Regions from separate parts of the Mus musculus genome. Here all the other regions are linked to region 1. A link is a contact called in public HiCAR-type and HiChIP or PLAC-seq data. All regions are on one chromosome and are shown on one strand. Each heading gives the region's core, a stretch centred on a gene start, on an enhancer-like site or on the middle of the called end of the contact. The rest is flanking DNA. Distances are from core to core; before and after follow the strand shown. Region 1 has its middle 21 kb from the start of Gm46248. Region 2 overlaps Dnah14 (dynein, axonemal, heavy chain 14). Region 3 overlaps Dnah14 (dynein, axonemal, heavy chain 14). Region 4 overlaps Fam177b (protein FAM177B). Region 5 holds the start of Disp1 (dispatched RND transporter family member 1). Region 6 has its middle 18 kb from the start of Gm33669. Region 7 overlaps Disp1 (dispatched RND transporter family member 1).

Region 1 (3,060 bases), core at 394-2,893:
GGAGAGATGCCCATGCGCCAATAAGTTATCTTACATCCCTGTTTCTGATAGTAACGTTAATTATAGTGACTGGTTCTCCCCAAAGAGAGGGGAGAGTTGTGAAGGAAGGAGGACTAACTGGGAAGAAGGGGATCTGCAGAGTGAGGGAAGACCAGAGAGGGTAGTCATGGGGTCACACAATCAAAACACATGAACATGCAATAATAAAAGTCTGGTGTATAATTAACATGTGAAAATTGAAACCTTTAAGACAGAAAATAATAAGACATAGAGGGATCCAGAGGCTCCGGAGTGATGATCCTAAACTTGCCAGACATCAGACACTGGACAGACTCATCCATCTTCGGCTATTTGTAGCAGTGGACCCCAAAGGTCACGCCAGCATCCCACAAAGAAATCGTCTTTCCACTCCCTTTGCTGAGAACTTGCTCCACAGCCATGTCCTGAGTGATGTGCCTGAGAACCAATCCCCAAAGCATAGGGAAAGTAGTTACGGTTCGGCCTCCCAGGCTCCATACGGAGTGGCACCCTCCTGCTGCATGACTTTCTTACGGCTGCAGTGACAAATGGAGTGGCTCAAGAGCTGAAGGGTCCCAGTCAACCTCACTAGATTACATCCAGAGCTCCCCTGCATGCAGGAGTTCATGCACTTGCCACCCTCTGTGTTTAGACACTGACTGCATACTGTGGTTTATGGACTGCCTCTGCCTCGCATCGCTTCACTTCCTGGCCTCCTTTTTACCCTACAAAGTACCACAGTGCAGCTTTGGGAAATTAGGGTGTGGTCATCTTCAGGAAGCTGTTACTCAGCCTACCACAGTCCCCAAGCCTCAGCCAGCAGGGACAAACACAAAACGAAGGGTTCTTAGAGGCAGATTCCTGTGTGCATGTTAAAAGTAGAGGTAGACAGATTATAGGTAGATAATAGAGGATAGAAAGAGTGTAAGAGATAACAGATAGATAAATGGTAGATAAATGATAGAGACAGTGAGTGAGAGATGATAGATAAATGATAGATAATAGGTAGATTGTGATAGACTATAGACAGATATAATAGATGATAGATAATGATAGATTATTGATAGGCTATAATTGATTGATAGAGAGATGGTAGATGAATGATAGATAGATAGATAGATAGACAGATAATTAGGTAGATGAGTAGATTGTGATGATAGATGATAGATACATAGATAATGATAGATGATAGAAATATGAATAATAGATTGTAGATAGATGATGATACAAATAGATTATAGATATATAATAGTAAGATTATAGACAGACACATAGATAGATGATAAATTGATTATAGATACATACACATACATACATAGATCGGCTATGATGGACAATTGGTAAATGCATGAATAACAGAGACAGATATTACATACATATTGTGAAGGAGTTGGTATCAGCCAGAGGGCTTTGAAATCTGAATATTGATAAATACACCAGTGCACTTTGCTAATTTTAATTGCTTATGCTGGAAAGGCCTTTTAGGTAGAGATTTCTTTTCTGTACTGCTGACTTAATTTTTTTCTTGAAATAACATTACTATATTTTGCCACACGGTGGAGCCAACGAAACATCAAAGAGGCCTTTGCAGCCGCCATTTTGTCCTTTCTGACTGGTTGTGACATCATCCACCACCGACTGGTCCCTGCACGGTTTGGGTATTTAGAGGATTCATGTTTGCTCAGGCAATCTCAGGGAACTTTGCAGTTGTCTGTACTCAAAGAAACCGTCTGAGCTCCACACAAGAGTAAAGACAGAAGTTCTCTCCTGACAGCTGTCAGTGTGACTGGGATGAGAGCGCTGGGTGCCATTGTGAGGGAATAGGAGGTGGGTGTTGGCGTGGGGAGTGGGGGGTGGGGAAGATGCAGGGTGTCATTGTCATCAAGAAACCCAAGTCCTTCCCAGGTCTGCAGGAGAGGGAGTCAGCTGGGCTGGGGGTGTAGGAGATTGCTTCTGGCCAGAGCTTTGCTCCCAGGGGTGCATCTCCATGCCCTTGGCTCTCCTGTGACAGGGTCTATATTGATCCCTCTCCAACCACACCTATCACACAGGCTCCTTCCCTTTGATACACTGTCACAGGTCACCACATCATACACTCTTTGGCCTCTGTGTACCTGCAAGGTTCGCCTCTGGCCTCCACCAGCACCTACACAAAGATTCTTTGTGTGACCAAACTTTGGTCCGGCTCCTGAACCTCCTGAGTACTTCTGAGTACTTTTTTTTTTAAAAAGATATTTTCTTCATTTACAACTCAAATGCTATCCCAAAAGTCCCTTATACCTCCCCCCAACCCTGCTCTCCAACCCACCCATTCCTGCTTTCTGGCCCAGGTATTCCCCTGTATTGGGGCATATAATTTTTGTAAGACCAAGGGCCTCTCCTCCCAATGATGGCCGATTAGGCCATCTTCTGCTTCATATGCAGCTAGAGACATGAGCTCAGGGGATACTGGTTAGTTCATATTGTTGTTCCTCCTATAGGGTTATAGACCCCTTCAGCTCCTTGGGTACTTTCTCTAGCTCCTCCATTGGGAGCCATGTGTTCCATTCAATAGATGACTGTGAGCATCCACTTCTATATTTGTCAGGCACTGGCATAGCCTCACTAGAGTCAGCTACATCAGGGTCCTGTCGGCAAAACTTGCTGGCATATGCAATAGTGTCTGCGTTTGGTGGTTGATTATGTAACGGATCCCTGAATAGGGCAGTCTCTGCATGGTCCTTCTGCAAGAGCAAAACCCCAACTGTAACAACAAAAATAACAGGAAGCAATAATTACTTTTCTTTAATATCTCTTAATATCAATGGACTCAATTCCCCAATAAAAAGACAGACAAACAGACTGGCTACGTAAACAGGACCCAACATTTTGCTGCATACAGGAAACACATGTCAGAGACAAAGACAGACACTACCTCAGAGTAAAAGGCTGGAAAACAATTTTTCAAGCAAATGGTCCAAAGAAACAAGCTGGAGTAGCCATCCTAATATAGAATAAAATCGACTTCCAACCCAAAGTTATCAAAAAAGACAAGGAGGGGCA
Region 2 (3,060 bases), core at 205-2,704, 920 kb after region 1:
TCTCTTCTAAACAGCAGTTCCTGATTGGCTGGCATTGGCTGGCACCACCAATCCTTGGTCTCTCAGGCAGTCCTAAATTAGGTACTCCTGTAGATGTTTTTTTGTGGCTACGTGGCCCCCGGTGTTTATATATAGGTGGCCCTCCCTACCGTCCCTGCTACAAGTCACTATGTGGGCACTACTACTTCCCACAAGAGAAATTAGTTCTAACTTGTGTAGGCGACAGCTCTGTTGCTGTTGCTGTTGCACGTGGGAGTCATGTGCAACTGAATCTAGCTACATTAACTCCTGCCTGCAATATCCTGCCTGTCAACTCCGCTTCCACGCCACTGGCGCTTCTCCTTTTGCAATTAACATCTTTCTTGAAAATTATTCCTGGCCCACTCAAGCTCTGTTCGCTACTTTGGATAAGGTTTGATGCAACATTAGACTTGGTATGTGTGAGAATGCTGCTATCCTCTCACAGTTATACTGCAGAGGCACAGTCGATGGGCAGCTTGTAACTTTGGGTTTAAGAAGTATTGGAAGTCTGGCTGGATAAAGAAAAAAAAATGATAGCTGTTATCATAAACTCTGGTCTTGAAACCTGTCTTGGGTACTATGGGAGGATGCTGGTACAGGCAACAGCTAGGATACTGGGATCCATATTTGTTCTACAAAGCAGACAAGCCATAGCCTAGTGAGTCTATGGGGAACAATGATGTCAGACAATGATGTGCGTTATAAAGCCAAAAAAAAAAAAAAAAAAAAAAAAAAAAAGAGATGGGCAGTGACATGGGGCGCAGTCTTCCACGTAGTTACAGAAAGTTCTAAAGGAAGTGATATTTAATAAAACACACATGTAAGTGCTGAGGAGGGACTGAGTTGGGTAAAGTACTTGCAAGTGTGAGGACCAAAGTTTGCATCTCCATAAACTACACAAGAGCATGCATGTCTATAATCCCAGGAGTCCTACGGCCAAATCAAGTGGAGAAGAATTTCTGGAAGCCCAAGGGCCTCTAATCTGGTTTATGTGATACAAACAAGAGACACTGTGTCAAACAACTCCTGAAGTTTGCCTTTTGACCTCCACATGTTATGGCAAATGTATGTGTCACATTCACATACAGAAATGCACTTATACACAGATAAAGACTAAACACAAAAACAAATGTAATCACAGTACTTTGGGATTTTCTGAGTATAATACTTATATGTATTTTTGATTGTATATCATCAAGTTATAATCTAATCTGAAATTTTCTTATGAAAAGGTGTACCTGCTTGTATTATGAATGCTAACTATGCTCCCCCAAAAAACTGTTTGCACGATAGGGTCTGCACATAGCTTCTGGGAACCTGCCCTCAGTTAGCTCTGACTGGTAAATAAAGAAAGCAGCAGCTGAGAGCTGGGGAGGACAGACAGAGGCGAGAGCTTGGCGTTTCCTGGGCTTGGGACGGGAGGAGAGGAAGGGGAGATGGCTTAGGAGAGTGTGGAGGGAGGAGAGACAGAGTCTGCCATGGGGTAGAGAAGCAAGGAGAGCACCCAGATGTCTAATTGGAGTGAAGAGTAACCAAGATGGAACATAAGAATTAATAAGTGGTAACTAGGAATTACTGGCAGAGGTAGGTTCTTGTTGGGGCCCCAGAAGCCTCTGGAATCTTGTTCCAGGGCCATTATCTAACACTCTTTTGCTTCTTCCACTATCTTGCTTCCGTTTTGTAATTGACTCAGGACATTTACAATGTGGGGCATTCCTTTCCCTTTACAATGAGGGCACTCCTTTCTGGACCTTTTACAATGGGGACATTCCTTTGACCTTAGTGTGTTACCTAGCACTGTGGTTTGGCCTGTGTACCTGAGCAAATTCTGTTTGCGGTTTTCAGCTTTAAAAAGCCCCCCATCTCCCCTGAGTAAACGAGGCTTGAACAGAATTTTTGTCTTGCATCCTTCTTTTGTGTCTTCTAATCCCAAAATTTGTTGTTGTAGCTCCCTTCCCTCGAGAATCCTGTTGTTTAAACAAGTCCTGCAGGTTGGGGCAGGTTCTCGCAGCGTGGAGGCCAGCTATTGTGCTGCTTAAGGCATATAAAAATATAAAGGCTGTGTATGTGTGTCTCACTTGGGAACATAAATGTTTGAGGTGGGAAGTGACCCCCCCCCCTTCAAGCTGGGATTCATTAATAATTAATTCAACAAAAAAGAGGAAAAAAATAAAGACTTACTTCTAATAGATTTGCACTTTTTTCCTCAATGGTACATTGTAACAGGTTGTAGCTCATTTGTATGATGCCATCAACATATGGTAAGCATGCTAATTGATAATCCAGACTATTCACATAAAAAATTCCAATACGTATCTCAATAGTCATGGTCACGATTTGCTTTAGGTAGCTTCTGAATTTATGTATTATTCTTTTAAACTCGATGGATGTCAAGTTCGTCATGAATGGCAGTTTTGTAGTCATGACTTTGGCCTTTTCTACTATGTAACAATATTTCAGAAACCTGCAGCTGTAGTCGCTAACCAAGCCCACTGAATTACCAATAATAGTCAGCAGAGTCACAATCTGTGAATGAAAACGTCAAGATGGTTAGCATGTTCCACCTGGAAATAGAAGCCTTACTAAAAGCTTTTATCTGCATTGTTGGGCAAGCTGATGGTTACTGTCAAATGATGGTCTTTGTACAATTCATTCTGTTTAGAACTGGAATTAAATATTGCCATATGTTGGAAACAAGACTAAGAAAAATAGATAACATGACTTTCATGCAAAGGTTACTCAGATATTTAATTTGTAATCAAGGTATTATTTTGAACTATGTCCTAGAGAGACCAACCATCTAGCTCACTGCCTGTCGTCCGACTTTCTCCTCACACAGTCCCAGAGCAGGCTGGGCCTGTGTATTTCTGATTTCACTTAGTTCCTAAGACATAGTTTATCTGGTTAGGACAGAGTTCGGACACAAGCTGAGATAGTTATATTCTACTGTGAATTTGGACAAAAAAAAATGCATTTAAGTGGTTAGGGAAGGGCTGGAAAATGGAAAACCAACATCTTGGCAAACCAAAGTCATGAAAG
Region 3 (3,060 bases), core at 402-2,901, 800 kb after region 1:
AACTTGTTCAGGGACAGGATAGACTAAGAAGATGGACTCGCTTTGGGCATAAAGTCTAATGACAGCGGTACCCAGCCACGAGTGGATAGCAACAATCTTTCCGAGGGAAAGGAGGCACCACTAGATGGAGGAGGAGCGAAAGGATCTATCGACTCTGCTCTGAAGGGAAGTTGAGCAATTTACCTACTCCTCCATTTACATTTTGAACAGTAGAAATCTTAACCTCATGGAAACACCCTGGAAGGTAGACACCTCCACTGGAGCAAGAGGAAACATCCTGGAAGGTAGATACCTCCACTGGAGCAAGAGGAAACATCCTGGAAGGTAGACACCTCCCCTGGAGCAAGAGGAAACATCCTGGAAGGTAGACACCTCCCCTGGAGCAAGAGGAAACATCCTGGAAAGTAGACAACTCCACTGGAGCAAGAGGAAACATCCTGAAAGGTAGACACCTCCACTGGAGCAAGAGGAAACATCCTGGAAGGTAGACACCTCCACTGGAGCAAGAGGAAACACACTGGAAGGTAGACACCTCCACTGGAGCAAGAGGAAACACCCTGGAAGGTAGACACCTCCACTGGAGCAAGAGGAAACACCCTGGAAGGTAGACACCTCCACTGGAGCAAGAGGAAACATCCTGGAAGGTAGACACCTCCACTGGAGCAAGAGGAAACACCCTGGAAGGTAGATACCTCCACTGGAGCAAGAGGAAACACCCTGGAAGGTAGACACCTCCACTGGAGCAAGAGGAAACACCCTGGAAGGTAGATACCTCCACTGGAGCAAGAGGAAACACCCTGGAAGGTAGACACCTCCACTGGAGCAAGAGGAAACACCCTGGAAGGTAGACACCTCCACTGGAGCAAGAGGAAACACCCTGGAAGGTAGACACCTCCACTGGAGCAAGAGGAAACACCCTGGAAGGTAGACACCTCCACTGGAGCAAGAGGAAACACCCTGGAAGGTAGACACCTCCACTGGAGCAAGAGGAAACACCCTGGAAGGTAGACACCTCCACTGGAGCAAGAGGAAACACCCTGGAAGGTAGACACCTCCACTGGAGCAAGAGGAAACACCCTGGAAGGTAGACACCTCCACTGGAGCAAGAGGAAACACCCTGGAAGGTAGACACCTCCACTGGAGCAAGAGGAAACACCCTGGAAGGTAGACACCTCCACTGGAGCAAGAGGAAACATCCTGGAAGGTAGACACCTCCACTGGAGCAAGAGGAAACATCCTGGAAGGTAGACACCTCCACTGGAGCAAGAGGAAACACCCTGGAAGGTAGACACCTCCACTGGAGCAAGAGGGCAAGATTCACTTCTGAACTTACTGTGGCTTCTTTAGCCTGTGTTCCAACTATCCCAACCGCTCTGCACTGAACTGGCAGTCTTTCAGCCCACCTGATGTCGCAGACAAAAGTCAATGAAATCTGACACTGACCCCAGGTTAGGAGAGGGTGATCAAGGCTACACTAAATTATCAGGTAAATGCCAGGCTGGGATGTATTCATCATACAAGACTACTCATAATTCCTGCTGCCCAGCTGGGGCAGAGTTGTATAACTGCCAGGATGTCTAGACACACCAGCTGAGTGATGGAGCTCTGCTCTGTACAGAGCGTCTGACTGTGGTTTAGCTTCTCAGTGGGAGTCCTCACTACAGCTACTCTCATTCAACATATTATAAGACAGCCTGAATGGAGTCTGTCCAAAGGTGCCTGACAAAGGGGCTTTTTTTATTTTAATGACTTGTTTGCTGGATGCACAACAGGCCTGCAATGGGCTATGGGCTCTTAGTAGGGTAACTGTCCTGTGGGGCCTGAAGCCCATCTAGGTGTGACTCATCTGCCCTGGTTCTGACTCTCAGCTGGAGCTCTGTTGTTCTGGCATGTGAGAATTCTGGATATTTGTGAGAAGTATTCCAAGGCTGATTCCTATCCATTTACTTTCTCTCCAGGGGGCTGTCACGAGACAGATTCTCGTTGTCTCCTGGGTTCTGGTTATGTATTCGGGGCAGTGGGAGGAAGTGAGTGGCAGACTGCTTGTCTAGCACACCTGAGTCCTTGGCACCATAAAAAAAGTTACAAAGGCAGAGGAAAGCATGTGAGAGCTGGAGGCTGGGAGAAGAACCATGAAAGGCTGTCTTCTGGACAGGACATAGCATGGTGCTCGGGTTCCACTGCAGCTATTTTCACCCGGGTGAGCCTGCGTCAACAAGATCCACTCAACATCCCAGCAAACAGGGCTATCTGGACTCAGAGCAAGAAAAAAAAGAAGAAAAGAGGCTAGGGAGGGACGTGAGAGTCTGTGGGAAGACGCAAGGAGAGAGGCTGGAGGCGAGGGAGGTGGAGTGCTGGGATGGGCATGGTCAAGATACATTGGAGATGTGTAAGACTATCAAAGAACAAGTCAGAGATAGTCCAACAACAAGAACCACAACAGCACCATCAGCAACGACGAAGATGGATCTAATCACGCCTGAGGCTTCCTGCTTTGTGTGTGTGTGTTGTGTGTGTGTGTATGTTTTTCTTCTATATATTCTCAGCCAGAGCTGTGACCCATAATGCTCTTTGAGGCAGTATGGCACATGTTCTTGGCCATCTGTGCTGCAGGCATCTGGCCACTTGTTTTTTGGTATTAGCCCCAAAGCCACAGGGAATGGCACCTCCAGCCATCGCCTTGCTTCCACTGTCTACATCGGTGAGAAACAATCTAACAAGAACTGATTTTTCCATGTTAGATCCCTCAGTCTCTCCATGGTGGGGTGGCCTCCAGATGCATGCAGGGGAGGTGCGGACTGTCTCCTTATGATCCGCTGTAGTTGCTGGCCCCGAGGCTCCCACAGGAAAGGTAGATTTGAATTCATTATTTTGTATTTGTGTCTATCTTTTATAGATGGCATTTTATAGACACAGAAGCACTGATGTAAAAACACACATTTCTGTTTTAGTCAAAGCCTTACCTCTTTGTCTGCATCTCTTCTTGTCTTATCCTCAGACTGTGGGTAAATGTCTCCAAGAACTTAAAGTAGCAACTGGGAGTGATGTAATAGTGCTTTC
Region 4 (3,060 bases), core at 316-2,815, 710 kb before region 1:
ATCTCTTCCCATCAAGACTATCACCTGCAATGAAATAGTCTTTTCATTCTAGACTCCAATCGCCTGTCACTTCTTTGAATACCCTTCCCCCTCCTTGCACCCAAATTTAGACACATGTTCTCCCTTCTCTGAGCTTCATGTGTACATATCTTATCTCACAGGCCCTGCCCGGTGTGATAATGATCTATTAAGCCACACTAATAATTCTTTAGATGATTGGTTTATTCAACACAAGGGATAGTGAACTGATTGGGCTTAACCATTCTGAAGATCCTTCAGTCCTGTCTGGATGACTCCAGAGCAAGGAAACAAATACACCCATGTACAGAGAAGCCAATACTATGACAAAGGAAAAAGCTTTGTTGAAAAATTAGCTAACCAGGAAATGGGAGGCAGGTTCACTCTGATTGGCTAGTGAGTGGGGTTTCCAGGGCTTTTGAGAGTCAATGAGTCCAGCAATATCTTGGGTTTTGCTGGTATCCTTCAAGGCTTTTACTGTTCTAGTCCTTTGCTGTAATATTGGTCAGCACTTTTCAATTAGCTCCCTGCTCTGAGCATAGAACTCCATTGTTCGGAGACTTTTATTTGATCCAGCTCAGGATCATCCTAAGATCAGACTTGGAGGTGCCTCGCAGGATCTGCTGTGCAACACTTTGAAAAGGGGAGACTTATTTTAACATGTACAGAAGAAGGAGGAGGAACTTAGTGCCATTTTGATTGAGGCACATTAGAGGGAACGGACAGTAGAGGACTTAACAGGCCGGTGGCTGGGCAGGAACTTATATTAACTGTGTGCATCAGCCAGGGATGATACAAGCTAGGATCCTGCCTTCCCATGGAGTTTTGGAGGAGGCCATCTTATTCTACAAATGACTATATTCTCCAGAATGTCTCTCGGTCCCTGAGGGAGGCTTCCCAGTTACAAGATACATAGTAACACTTGTAAACCCTTTAAGTAAAAGACCTGTAAAGCAGGGGCTAAAGGATTTCTTTTTCTTTCTTTTTTTTTAAAGATTTATTTATTTTATGTATGTGAGTACACAGTTGCTCTCTTCAGACACACCAGAAGAGGGCATCAGATCTCATTCCTGATGGCTATGAGCCACCGTGTGGTTGCTGGGAATTGAACTCAGGACCTCTAGAAGAGCAGTCAGTGTTCTTAACCGCTGAGCCATCTCACCAGCCCCAACAAGGATTTCTTATGAGCCAGGCAGTCACTAACCTAAGCACTTCCCCCTCCCCCAATTTCTTAGTTGCCTCAGTCAAGCTGTAGGTCCTGAAGAAGTCCCGGTGTGTGTCTACCCTCGGTCTCTCCCATCCACCCTGAGCCACCCTCCTCAGAGTGGCCAGCAGCTCCTGCCCAGGTGTTAAGCATTTTTTCATTTGAGATCTTTCATCTTTCTTAAAACCCAACATGAAAAGGCATCTGCCCTTTGATCAAGCCTCCAAGGCCTCTCCCTTCCAGCCCTGACCCGATTAAGGCTGCAGAACAAGCCTGCACTAAGCACCCCTGCAAAGCCCGGTGCACTCACTTTAGTATTATTTACCTTAACCTTCTTGAAGCGTGCCAGAAAGACACAGAAGTCCCCAGCGCTCAAGGCTGGGAAGATGCGGCAGGATGATAAATAAGTCTAGATGATGATTTCAATGGATGGTAATTTCTCGCTTCCACGGAGACTCTACAAACACAGCTGTCAGAAGTGCATTGTGTAAATCAGATGCTAATTAAATTAAATTCCCACCAGAATCAAGGCAGCAAAGTATTTTGTCTTGTTTTCCTACAAACTGGGCCTCAATCAAGACAGCTGGGGCACCGGCATTTCAGGTACCTGGAAGTAGCAGCTGTGGCGGCGATGTGAGAAGATTGCTTTCATAATTAAGTTGCCGTCAGGAAGAGGGAAGTAGATGCCATTCCTTATGTGATCAGTGACGCTAAAGATGCCAAAAAGATGGTGGCATTTGAGCCGGACTGGGGGAGAGAACTGGGTTCTGATGACAGTTTTAGCGAAACCATTTTACAGCTCGAAGCTACTCTCCCTTGCTTCTCTCCCTCCCCTTCCTTATCCCTTCCACGTGATATTGTTGAAGGCTATCTACTGTCAGGTGACATGTTGGTTCCTGGAATCCAAGAGGGTCTGAAGGTACTCTTCATCCTTTGGTCTTTTTGATGAATCAGGAAGTGGGACTTCAAGATCTTAGCACCTTTTGTGATTCAGGGTCAGGGCATTCCAAGGGTGAGCTTTGATTTCTGGGCCATCGGTTCCACTTCTCAGTCCTCAGCCCTACCTCTCTATTGAAGGAGTCTAATGCACATTCCTACCCCAGGCATCCGTTCTGAGAGAGAGGCTAGAAGTAAAGAACATACAAAGGAGAAAGGACTTGGAAGAGTCCATAGACACAGATGTGACACAGACCTAGGCAAATGCCACCTAAACCATGCAGAGCACACAGTCAGCCTAAACCATGCAGAGCACACAGTCAGTCAGCAGCCTGGGTAAGGAAATCATTCAGTGTAGGTTTTAAATTTGTTTATTCACTCCTTTTTAGAAAGCACATTTATTCTACTGAGGGGATCGCTTGGTATGGTGCTGATGTTGATGTCAAAAGACAGGTTTGCAAGTGTCAGTTTTCTTCCACTGTGTGGGTCCCAGGTATCAAACTTAGATCCTCAGACTTGGTGGCAAGTAACCTTACTTGTCAAGTCATTTTGCCAGTTCCGTTTGATCATTCTTGAAATGTTTACTAAATACTTATCTTGTACCAGGCTCTATGCTGTGAAGGCGCTTCTAGTTCACTGGAGAGGCAAATATTAAAAAATCAACTATAACAAAATGCAGCTGGGTTGATTATGGAATCACTGAAACAGGATGCAAGGCAAGGAGGTTTCCTCTAAAAACAAACAAACTCAAATTGTAAGTATTGAGAGTACTCTGGGGCTAGGGAGACGGCTTAGTAGGGAAATACACTTGCTGCCAACATTGACGACCAGAGTGGAATTCCCTGGACCCACGTATAGAAGGAGAGGACCAACTCCTGCAAGTGTTCTCCGACCTCATATGT
Region 5 (3,060 bases), core at 203-2,702, 680 kb before region 1:
CCTCTTCCTCCTGAGTGTTACATTTCCACGCCTGCATCACCATGCCAGGTTTGTAGGATGCTGGATAGCAAGCCCAGGGCCTCATGCGAGTTGGTACATACCATGATCATTGAGCTAAAACGCCCAGTCTCAGGTTTTTCTTTTCTTTGTTAGCTAGGACAGTCACTCTGGGCAACCCCAGGATCCGCTGTTTTGTCTATTCTAATGGTGACTCCATTGACTCTGTTGTATGAAATTTGAAGCTAAAATATTTGGTATAAAGTTGTCTTAGTTAGGGTTCCATTGCTGTGAATAGACACTAGGACCAAGGCAAACATTTAATTGGGGCTGGCTTAGAGTTTCAGAGGTTCAGTCCATTATCGTCATGGCAGGAAACATGGCAGCAGCCAGGCAGACATGGTGCTGGTAAAGGAGCTGAGGGTTCTGCATTTTGCCTTTCTTCCATCCTGGGCAGAGCTTGAGCACTAGGAGTCCTCAAAGCCCACCCCTACAGTGACACATGTCCTCCAACAAGGCCACACCTTTTCTAACAATGACATATCTTCTAATAGTATCAATCCCTGTGGGCCATGCATTCAAACACGAATCTTTGGGGGGGCCAAATCTACAAACCACTACGAAAGTACAGCAACATCTGGTCTTGTCTATGTTTTTTTCTTGCCTTTGAGGTCTTGGACTTTAATTGACTGTACTTCTATGCAGTTGCCTGAACAAGACAGGCTCTTACTTTCTGGTATACTGCTATGCATGTCCTTGCCTACTTTAACTCTTATTTGTTCTTTAATTCAGTCTCAACTGAAATTGTTATTTATAGTCCGTCTTCTTGCTCAACTCTACACACCATACCATTCCCACAGCACTGCTGTGTTACAACAAATTGTGCTTCTTGTAGGGTTACAGCCTGTGCTCCAACACACCAGGTTCAGCCACCTATCCTCAGTAAGCCAATTAAAGGACCCAAATTAATAGTAAAAAGCAGAAAAAGAGAATTATTCAAAATTGCTACATTGTGAAGGATAAGGAGATACAAGAGTCCCCAGCCTTGACTTCAATGCCTCTTAGTTATCCTTAGAGTCCTGACATGAAAGTAGGTTTTAACAAAAAACAAGAGCTAAAGATAACTAGACAGTGTGTCAAGGTGTGGTTCTCCGTCTACCATTTTCTTGTTTCATGAGTGATGGAGAAAAGAAACAGTCTGAATGAATTAAATAAAACATAGTCCTTCGCGGTGTCTGATTAGCTACTGCTTTTGTTTAGCTCAACTTTCAACCAGAATGTGGGCTCAGAGGTCGGTCTCAGAGTCATCTAGTGGACACCTGGCCCAGCATTTGTAGACTGGCTAAGTGACAGCTAAGACGGAGACAGGAGATGCATGTGCCTCTGCACCCCAGCCCAGCTGCAGCGGCTTTGAGTAGCAGGAGGCCTGGGCCCATAGCCGGAGGCGGGACTTCCGGTCCCGCTGGCGACCGCGGCCCGCGCCAGGCGGAAGCGCGGCTCCGGGCCAGGATCCGCGAGCTCCGGCTGGAGCAGAGTTCGGAGCCTCAGTGTCCCGGACGCCCGTGGTCGGTGTGGATGCTTCTCGGCGCTGCGTCCCCGCGGTCCGGGGAGGCCGAGGAGGCACGCGGGAGTCGGCGCGGCGGGAGAGCAGGGATCTCGGGGTGAGGACGGCTGGCGGCGGAGGGTGGCTGCGAGGGGCTGAGGAGGCCGAGGTGACATCTTCCATGGGGGTGTGTCCGCGTCCCCAGGCTCGTAGGGAAGGTGGCCCGAGATGGCCTTGGGGGGCTTGCAGGGAGACGCTCCAGAGGCAGCTCTTTTCACCCTCGGGGTTAAAGATGAGAAGGACGTCTTGACCTAACTCATCTGCGAGATGAGCAGCCAAGGCTTGCATGCTCAGCATTGCTTTCTTTGCAATACATTGCTTTCTTTCTCTTAAGACTTCTCCCCTCTTCCAGTGGTCTTCGGAGGGGAATACCCAACATTCGTAGGGAAAACCTGAACTCTTACTCACTTAGCTCCCGTTCAGGCTTTGTCAGACTAATAGGACTTTAGGTCTTTGATTCAGACAAGCAAGCCCACTGAAGTTTTCATTTTAGACTCTTCTCTACCTTGCGGAGTTCAGGTTGTCCCACTTCCTTTGTCGTGGAGTGAGCTTGTAAGTATCTGGACAAAGCTTGCACCTTCATGTTTGCACTTTATGACTTACTGTTTGCTTCTCAATGGGGTGACACATTTTTAGATGTTAAATAGATTGGATTCTTGCCACACACTGAGCATAACTAGGCAAAGCCAGAGTACTGTCACTGATGGAGGCTGGTGTATACTGATTGCTTCAAGTGTTTCCCTTCCCAAGAGTTACAATCTTAATTTTATCCCCCGGTATTTGCCAGTACTGGTAACTTACATCTTACTTGGTGGTCTGACCTGAACTACTTGAAGAAACAAATACAAACATACAAACAAACCAGAAAGCACTGTGCATTTATCCATAACCCGGTATCTCACTGACTTACTTGAGATTTGTGCTGCAGTGAGACAAGTTATTATAAGAACGGTTTGTTGGGTGGCACAGCTGATGTAATGCAGGATGCACCTAACATAGTGCTTTAACATATTAATGAAGACATTGAAGGCAGTCTTCTGAAGTCATGGGGCTAACTGTTGGGTTGATTTCTTTTTGCATCTCTTCATTTCTTTTTTAAGTTGTTTGTTTTTATGTGTATGGGTGTTATTGCCTGCATGTATGTCTGGGCACCACATGTGGGCCTGTTGTTCTCAGAAACCAGAAGAGGGCATCACAGTGCCTGTCTCTAGAGTTGTGGGCTGCCTGCCATGTGGGTGCTAGGAAGCAAACTGAGGTCCTCTGGAAGAGCAGCCAGTGTTCATAACGGCTGAACCATCTCTCCAGGCCCTTTAATTTCGTTTTTTGAGGTAGACTTGTTGCTTATCTGATAAGGCTTGATTTTATCTAATCTTGATTTAAAACCTGTGAGCCCCCCCAGCCACTATTCCCTTCACTTTTATAAGAGAAAAAGCTCTTGAGAATACGTGAGCCTTTATAGT
Region 6 (3,060 bases), core at 194-2,693, 680 kb after region 1:
CTCCCCTTCCATCCCCACAGTGTAACTGACACAACAGTGATGAAGATGTCCTACAGAAACTCTGGAAACCATGGACCTCAAAGATAGGAAGCTCTCCTCCTTGGGAATGTCATGCTGGGAGAGGGGAAAGCGACCAACCCAAGTGGTCACCTTTCATGACAGTATTGAAGTTTACGCAGAGCTGGTGGTGGGCAGGACTATGCCTTACTGATGACTTAGGCAGAACCTTGCCTTCTTTTTAAGCAGGACCCCAAGATGGACATGGGAGAGGGAGTCCATCTTTGTCCTTCTCAACGTGGTCACATCTCTTTTTTTCTACATTTTACTGTGAGTCTGGCTCTTTTAGTTGTCTTATGGAGAGAGGCTAGCTGAACCTGTTTTGTTGGTACACAAGCTGTGAACCCCAAATTGGGTAACACTACTGATGGGTGCTGTTTTTCAGTCAAGGTAAACCCCTGGGGGGAGGGGCTGCTTTGTTTTTGTTTGTTTGTTTTTTCTTCTGTTTTTTTTTGAGACAGGGTTTTTCTGTGTATCCCTGGATGCCCTGCACTCTCTCTCTGTAGACCAGGCTGGCCTCCTGCCTCCGCCTCCCAAGTACTGGCATGTGCTACCACACCCATCTTAAAGCTGCTTATCTTTAAGAATAAGGCACCCTAACTAGAGTTGGGGACATAGCTGTGTTGGTAGAGTCTGTATCTTGCAATCACAGAACCTGGGCTCAGATCATCAGCAGAGAATAAACCAAGTATGATCAGTCACACCTGTAATCTCAACCCTCTGAGGTGGAGGCAGGAGGATTGGAAATCCAAGGTCATTCAAGGTTGGCCTAGACTATGTGAGACCCTGGGGGGGGGGGGTAACCAAGTGTCATTTGTTTTGTTGTTCTTTGTAGTTTTGGTTTTTCTTTTTTGTTGTGGTTTGTTTTTGAGACAGGATTTCAAGTTGTAGGCAGGTTGGTCCCAAACTCACAGCAATCCTCTTGAGGCAGCCTCTCAAGTGCTGGGATCAGGCCTGGCTGATCAAATTACATTGTTGCAAATATTCTCTGACTGTTCCTGTTTTGTTTTGGTTTGTTTTGTTTTTGTTTTTTTTTCGAGACAGGGTTTCTCTGTATAGCCCTGGCTGTCCTGGAACTCACTCTGTAGACCAGGCTGGCCTCAAACTCAGAAATCCACCTGCCTCTGCCTCCCGAGTGCTGGGATTAAAGGCGTGCACCACCACGCCCGGCTGACTGTTCCGTTTTAAGGACCGAGTTATGTTTGGGGGAAATTTCCTGAAATTTAATGGTTTTTCCAGCTATCAGGGCCTGGACAGTTCCTATGGAGGATGGAGGGCCTCCCCTCCACCAGTCAGGGCTCTATCTGCCCTTAACTTTACACATCAGGCTCTGTAAGAGCAGCTTCCTGATGCTCGTATTGCAACACAAACCAAACCGCAGAGGTTATGACTTCTGTTTCTTCTCTCAAGAACCACCATGTGGAGCAAGCCCCACCCACTTCCTGCTCCCGTGCTGGGCAGCAACTGCCACTTGCTTCAGGATGTGAGGTCAAACTCAGGTCCAAACAATACTAAGGCCACACCCCAGCCCTGCTTTCTGCCAAACAACCCAGCGTTACAAGGAATGGCTGTAAGGAGAGGCAGGCTAGCTGGGTTCACACCTTCTAGAGCCGTGCTTCTCAACCTTTGTAATGCTGTGACCCTATAATACTCTTCCTCATGTCGTAGTGACCCCCAACCATACAAGTGTGTGTGTGTGTGTGTGTGTGTGTGTGTGTGTGTGTGTGTGTACGCACACCAGAAAAGGGAATCAGATTCCTTTACAGATGGTTGTGAGCCACCATGTGGTTGCTGGTAATTGAACTCAGGACTTTCAGAAGAGCAGTCAGTGTTAACTGCTGAGCCATCTTGTCAGCCCCACAAAACCATTTTTGTTGCTACTTCATAACTGTAACTTTGCTACTGCTATGAATCGTAATTGAATTCCTTTCTCTCTTCCTCAGTGATGCAGTATAGGCTAGATTAGACCAGATTAAAAGTAGATAAAGGCAGGTTTATTAGGAGGCAGCTCTCAGGAGGATTCACTGACTTCACAGAAGGGCAATGGAGTCACGCATCCCGTATAAAGCAAGGGGGTTTTATAGAACTTAGGTAAGGAGTGATGGCCTGTCAGTTAGGGGCTGGGATTATGCCTATATATGATCAAAAACTGAGCCCTTGGGTGGGCACTCTTGGGTGGGTTGTCTGAACACTGCGATGAGGAGTAATGACCTGTTACCCTGGAGTTTTCTTCTAGCAGGAGGAAAGGGGTGTTCAATGTGTGGGCTGGGTTGATGGATGAAGAGCTTGTGCAGGGCGGAGCAGGGGTCCCAGGCAAAAAGTACGTAAATCTGTGTTTTCCAGGGTTCTTAGGTAACCCTTGTACAAGGATCATTCGAGCCCTCCCACCAGGGAGTCACAACCCACAGGTTGAGAGCCTCTGTGTTAGACCTTTGAAATGGGTTCATCAGCCCTAGTGTTGGAGCATAAGCCTCGGGTGTGATCCCTGTGTGATCCTTGGGTGTGATCACACACACACACACACACACTGACACACACATGCACATACACATATATACATACACATATACACTGACACATGCACACACATACACTCTGATACACACACACATACACACACAAGAAACAGACAGACAAATGTGATGCAATCTATATTTATGCATGACAATGTCAATTTGTCATCTGAAGTGGAAACTTAAGGGTTCTTTGGAAAGTCAGTTGTTGTTGTTGTTATTATTATTATCTATTATAAATAGATTTGACAAGCAGAATGATGCAGCATTGTGATCTCAGTGCTGGGGAGGCAGAGGCAGGAGCGTCCTGGTCAGCCAGTCTTGCTGACTCTGTGGGCTACACAGGTCCAGTGAGAGACATTTCTTAAGAAAATAGAGTGGAGTGTGGTCAGAGGGGACTTGATTTACTGTATATGAGGGAGTGTTTTACCCACATGTGTGTATGTGTAGCACTTGCATGCCTGGTGCCTGCAGAGGTCAGAGGAAGACA
Region 7 (3,060 bases), core at 178-2,677, 610 kb before region 1:
CACTTCTCCATAGGAAAGGTCTGAGCCTGATTCTTGGTGCTGGTCTGACTCCCAGCAAAGCCAGCAGGGTGTGGATGTGAATTCCAAGGCATCACACTTGGCAGAGGAAGGAGGGAGGATTACATTGCCTAAGGTCCCACAGGGGTGGGAGGGGGGTGCATCATGTTCCTCGCTGAGGCATCCTGAGGGAATGAGACTGTAGACCACTAAGTGGAGCTCGTAGGGAGCCTTGGACACTGAGGTAACTAACCAGCAGAGCAACTGAGATAACTAACTAGCAGCTCGACAAAGCTCACGCCTTAACTTAGGAACAAAGCAGAGCTTGCTAGCTTCATTTCTGTGGCTCCTCAGAGCTATTTTTATATCCTTTATTTCCCTGTTGTGTAAGGTACTGGCAATGACAGGCCTTTGCAAAGTACGAGTACTAATACTAATATTGTAGTATGAATCTTTCTTCTGGATGAATTGCTGTTTTGTTTTAAGGCAAAAGTCATCTTGGCAGTACCCTGTTGACAACTTAACTTGGAACTTCAATGCAGTGCCCTACCTAGGAAATGCAGTACTTTTCTCGAGATGAGTAACTGTGTAAGGACTGAAGAGAATGCTCTGCAGATAAGGTGCTTGCTAGCAAGCCTGATACCCGAGTTTGATCTCCAGGACCCCATAGTTGAAGGAGAACTGACTCCCACACATTGTTTTCTACACCCCATCCACCCGCCCACACAGCTTAAAAATGGTGTAAGCTTGGTTTTTGTTGTTATGCTTTGTACTCAAAGTGTCTGGGTGCCTCTCTTCTTTGTCATTTCTTCACCAATTCAGTGCCTAAACCAATGCTTTGCTCTGCATGTCAGGCCATTTTCATGGTAAGATTAAGGTGTGAGTTTTGTAACTGAGGAGTTTACACGCATGAAAGAGTTTCCTCCCACACTGGCATTAGAACTGCCAACTAGGTTATGTGAGTAGGACCTGAATGTGTTAACAAGGAGCCCTGTTTTCTCTCCTGAAGTGGTTGAGATGCCTTCTGCAGGCTCTGCCTGGCCCCAGACTTTGGTAAGTTACCCCAGCGGGGTTGGGACAGCACCTTGTCACAGTCACACTTCCCAACGCTGGAGCTGGAGCTGTCACTGCTGGCTCCTCAGGAGAAACATAATTCTGCCACTGTGAGTGACTGTAGGCAGCTAGGCCCTGCTGAGGGTTTCAGTATGGAGTCACTTCCAGTGACTGAGGCCACAGCTGCTTCCCTGCGGTGGATGGCACATCGAGATGGTTTTTGTTTCCATATTGTGATTTTGTTTTTCTTTTTGAGATGGGGGTGGGGTATTGCTTTCTTACACAAAGTAGTTTTGAATTCCTGAACTTCACTGATCCTGCTGCCTTAGTCCTCTGAGTAACTAGGGAGACGGGGAGACAGGCCAGCAGTGTGAGCCAGCAGACTCACACCATTTCAGGGTTTTAAGTGGCTCTGCTGAGTGGACTCTGCCATGCCCTTAAGGATTCAGGGCCCTTTGAACTGTCCAGGGTCCAAGCCTGGTTGCCAGTGCAGTCCATTTACATCAATGTTTGCTTTCAGCCAAGCCCGAATTTTAAGTCTGACAACACTGCCCTTCCAGGATATCTTGTGTTTTTTCATAATCTTTAATTCTGACATAAATAAAACCCTTACTCCCTTGCTCATTTATTTATCTTTTTTATTTCTTATCTAACCTTATTTCTTATCTTTTTATAGCCATCTCACAGAATTTTATCTTATAAACAAATGTCTGAAGCAAGATTGAGGGTGATTTTCACAATTTTGAACTGTTTGAACGTTTGAATTGTTAATGTATGTGTTTTCAACATCTGAAGCAGCTTCCCCCTCATTCGTGAAATACCTACTGCCAGTGTCTTCAGCTTTAGAGTTTGGGTGGTTTCAGGTTCTTTCTTTGCCAAAAACATTATAACATACAAATGTACAAGAATAAACACTATAAAAGTATAAATAGAAAGAAAGATGAAAGAGGATTTGAGTTTTATATACGCTTCTGTACAATTTCGTTTTATATCAAAGAAGATGATGTGTGTGTATTAGTCATGTATTCAGATGACACGGAGTTTCCTATAATACCTAACCTTTAGAAGATGAGCTTGCACACTTCTTTTCTTCATGCTGTGAAGAAGGCAAGTGTAACTCTCCTCATGGACACACAGCATCCGCATTACGGAAGAGTTCAGTTTGTTGGCAGAATCTGCACTCGGCGCACACTGCTTTCATTTATATTCAGTGGAGAGCTTTGTAACAAGATACAACTGAAACCCTTAAGAGAATGTTCTAATTAGATTAAAGTCAAGATATATTGTTCTTCATTTTAGCAGGAGATTTCCTGCCAAGAACTTCTATTGTAAAAGTATAATATCACATTTTGAAATCCTATATTGCAAACCAGAAATATTTTGGAAGCTGCCCAGAGCTGTTAATATTAAGCTTTGTTTTTAAATCCTTGTGTATCTCAAGATTATATTCTTAGGTCATCTGTCTGCAGACTTGTTACTTTGTAATGCCTGAAATGCTTTGGATATATGTATATGTATATATAAATAAAATAAAATCAGAGGTTTCTCTCCTCTGAAATTTAACACTTTTTTCATGTCAAGAAAGCTCTCCTTGCAGACAAATGTGGAACTGTAATAAACTGACCTTGTATTAACTTTCACATTTTCAAAGGCAGGGCCTGTTTGACTTTTCCCTTTGTTGTTTTGAGAGAAGCTGGCATTGAGCTTTATGTGTGGTGGAGGGTGAGTTTGAACTCCTGAGCCTACTGCCCTCTCCTCCCGATACTCGAGGATTTAATAGTAGTTTCTTTTGGTTAGGTTAAGGGAGATTAGAACTGCTGTGTAGTCTGCAGAGAATGCCGACCACTCCATCCCTGAGACCCACCGATGCGCGGGCCTTTTCTTCTAAAGTATACATTCCACTTTCTGGTCTCTTTAAGATGTTCGATAGCTAATCAGTCAATAATAAGTGCATTCCATTCTGGATAACCAAATGCTTCTTGTAATATTGATAAGATATATATGATTTTC

The links. HiCAR-type assays count read pairs that join an accessible place to other places. HiChIP or PLAC-seq counts read pairs in DNA pulled down with a chosen protein or histone mark.
Region 2: a FOXA1 HiChIP or PLAC-seq map of pancreatic cancer cells shows a contact between it and region 1. The contact joins two enhancer-like sites. A contact is called at or near these places in 1 of 115 datasets of contacts at active chromatin or transcription factors (pancreatic cancer cells) and 1 of 9 other capture datasets (embryonic stem cells).
Region 3: a FOXA1 HiChIP or PLAC-seq map of pancreatic cancer cells shows a contact between it and region 1. The contact joins two enhancer-like sites. A contact is called at or near these places in 1 of 484 Hi-C or Micro-C datasets (the G1E-ER4 cell line) and 2 of 115 datasets of contacts at active chromatin or transcription factors (embryonic stem cells and pancreatic cancer cells).
Region 4: a contact with region 1 is called in an H3K4me3 HiChIP or PLAC-seq map of embryonic basal ganglia, with 6 times the contacts expected there. The contact joins two enhancer-like sites. A contact is called at or near these places in 1 of 484 Hi-C or Micro-C datasets (the P5424 cell line) and 4 of 115 datasets of contacts at active chromatin or transcription factors (acute myeloid leukemia, embryonic basal ganglia, embryonic hindbrain and 1 more).
Region 5: a contact with region 1 is called in an H3K4me3 HiChIP or PLAC-seq map of forebrain, with 6 times the contacts expected there. The contact joins the promoter of Disp1 here to the enhancer-like site in region 1. A contact is called at or near these places in 1 of 39 promoter capture datasets (neural stem cells), 3 of 15 datasets of contacts at CTCF or cohesin (embryonic stem cells, pro-B cells and stem cell-derived epiblast-like cells), 64 of 484 Hi-C or Micro-C datasets (the AML12 cell line, B cells, the BV-2 cell line and 33 more) and 10 of 115 datasets of contacts at active chromatin or transcription factors (astrocytes, bone marrow-derived dendritic cells, embryonic basal ganglia and 7 more).
Region 6: a contact with region 1 is called in a FOXA1 HiChIP or PLAC-seq map of pancreatic cancer cells. The contact joins two enhancer-like sites. A contact is called at or near these places in 2 of 484 Hi-C or Micro-C datasets (the AML12 cell line and embryonic stem cells) and 6 of 115 datasets of contacts at active chromatin or transcription factors (bone marrow-derived macrophages, embryonic stem cells, forebrain and 2 more).
Region 7: a contact with region 1 is called in a HiCAR-type map of astrocytes, with 2.8 times the contacts expected there. The contact joins two enhancer-like sites. A contact is called at or near these places in 1 of 484 Hi-C or Micro-C datasets (cortical neurons) and 1 of 115 datasets of contacts at active chromatin or transcription factors (astrocytes).

Annotation. Positions count from the first base shown.
Region 1 is chr1:182,538,099-182,541,158 of GRCm38.p6, reverse strand. No RefSeq gene overlaps it. Among named protein-coding and RNA genes, the nearest start is that of Gm46248, 21 kb to the left of the region's middle. Within about 2 kb of position 1,643, at least 186 of the 459 cell types and tissues checked have an H3K27ac peak or open chromatin away from gene starts, as enhancers often do. A contact at or near this core is called in the Ba/F3 cell line, the G1E-ER4 cell line, astrocytes and 20 more, where this site is marked.
Region 2 is chr1:181,622,180-181,625,239 of GRCm38.p6, reverse strand. It overlaps Dnah14 (dynein, axonemal, heavy chain 14), which reads right to left. Exons shown (of 87, transcript NM_001377039.1): 18 at 2,203-2,547. The region is part of intron 2 of Gm33612 (a long non-coding RNA gene); the gene reads left to right. Among named protein-coding and RNA genes, the nearest start is that of Gm33612, 3.5 kb to the left of the region's middle. Within about 2 kb of position 1,454, at least 36 of the 459 cell types and tissues checked have an H3K27ac peak or open chromatin away from gene starts, as enhancers often do. A contact at or near this core is called in pancreatic cancer cells, where this site is marked.
Region 3 is chr1:181,741,237-181,744,296 of GRCm38.p6, reverse strand. It overlaps Dnah14 (dynein, axonemal, heavy chain 14), which reads right to left. Exons shown (of 87, transcript NM_001377039.1): 59 at 2,964-3,060. Among named protein-coding and RNA genes, the nearest start is that of Lbr, 100 kb to the left of the region's middle. Within about 2 kb of position 1,651, at least 21 of the 459 cell types and tissues checked have an H3K27ac peak or open chromatin away from gene starts, as enhancers often do. A contact at or near this core is called in pancreatic cancer cells, where this site is marked.
Region 4 is chr1:183,251,431-183,254,490 of GRCm38.p6, reverse strand. Fam177b (protein FAM177B) reads left to right here. Exons shown (of 6, transcript XM_030244966.1): 6 at 162-191. The coding sequence ends at 191. Among named protein-coding and RNA genes, the nearest start is that of Fam177b, 23 kb to the left of the region's middle. Within about 2 kb of position 1,565, at least 10 of the 459 cell types and tissues checked have an H3K27ac peak or open chromatin away from gene starts, as enhancers often do. A contact at or near this core is called in embryonic basal ganglia, where this site is marked.
Region 5 is chr1:183,219,921-183,222,980 of GRCm38.p6, reverse strand. Disp1 (dispatched RND transporter family member 1) reads left to right here and starts at 1,452. Exons shown (of 10, transcript NM_026866.3): 1 at 1,452-1,658.
Region 6 is chr1:181,859,279-181,862,338 of GRCm38.p6, reverse strand. No RefSeq gene overlaps it. Among named protein-coding and RNA genes, the nearest start is that of Gm33669, 18 kb to the left of the region's middle. Within about 2 kb of position 1,443, at least 164 of the 459 cell types and tissues checked have an H3K27ac peak or open chromatin away from gene starts, as enhancers often do. A contact at or near this core is called in bone marrow-derived macrophages and pancreatic cancer cells, where this site is marked.
Region 7 is chr1:183,152,873-183,155,932 of GRCm38.p6, reverse strand. All of the region lies in intron 3 of Disp1 (dispatched RND transporter family member 1), which reads left to right. Among named protein-coding and RNA genes, the nearest start is that of Disp1, 67 kb to the left of the region's middle. Within about 2 kb of position 1,427, at least 65 of the 459 cell types and tissues checked have an H3K27ac peak or open chromatin away from gene starts, as enhancers often do. A contact at or near this core is called in astrocytes, where this site is marked.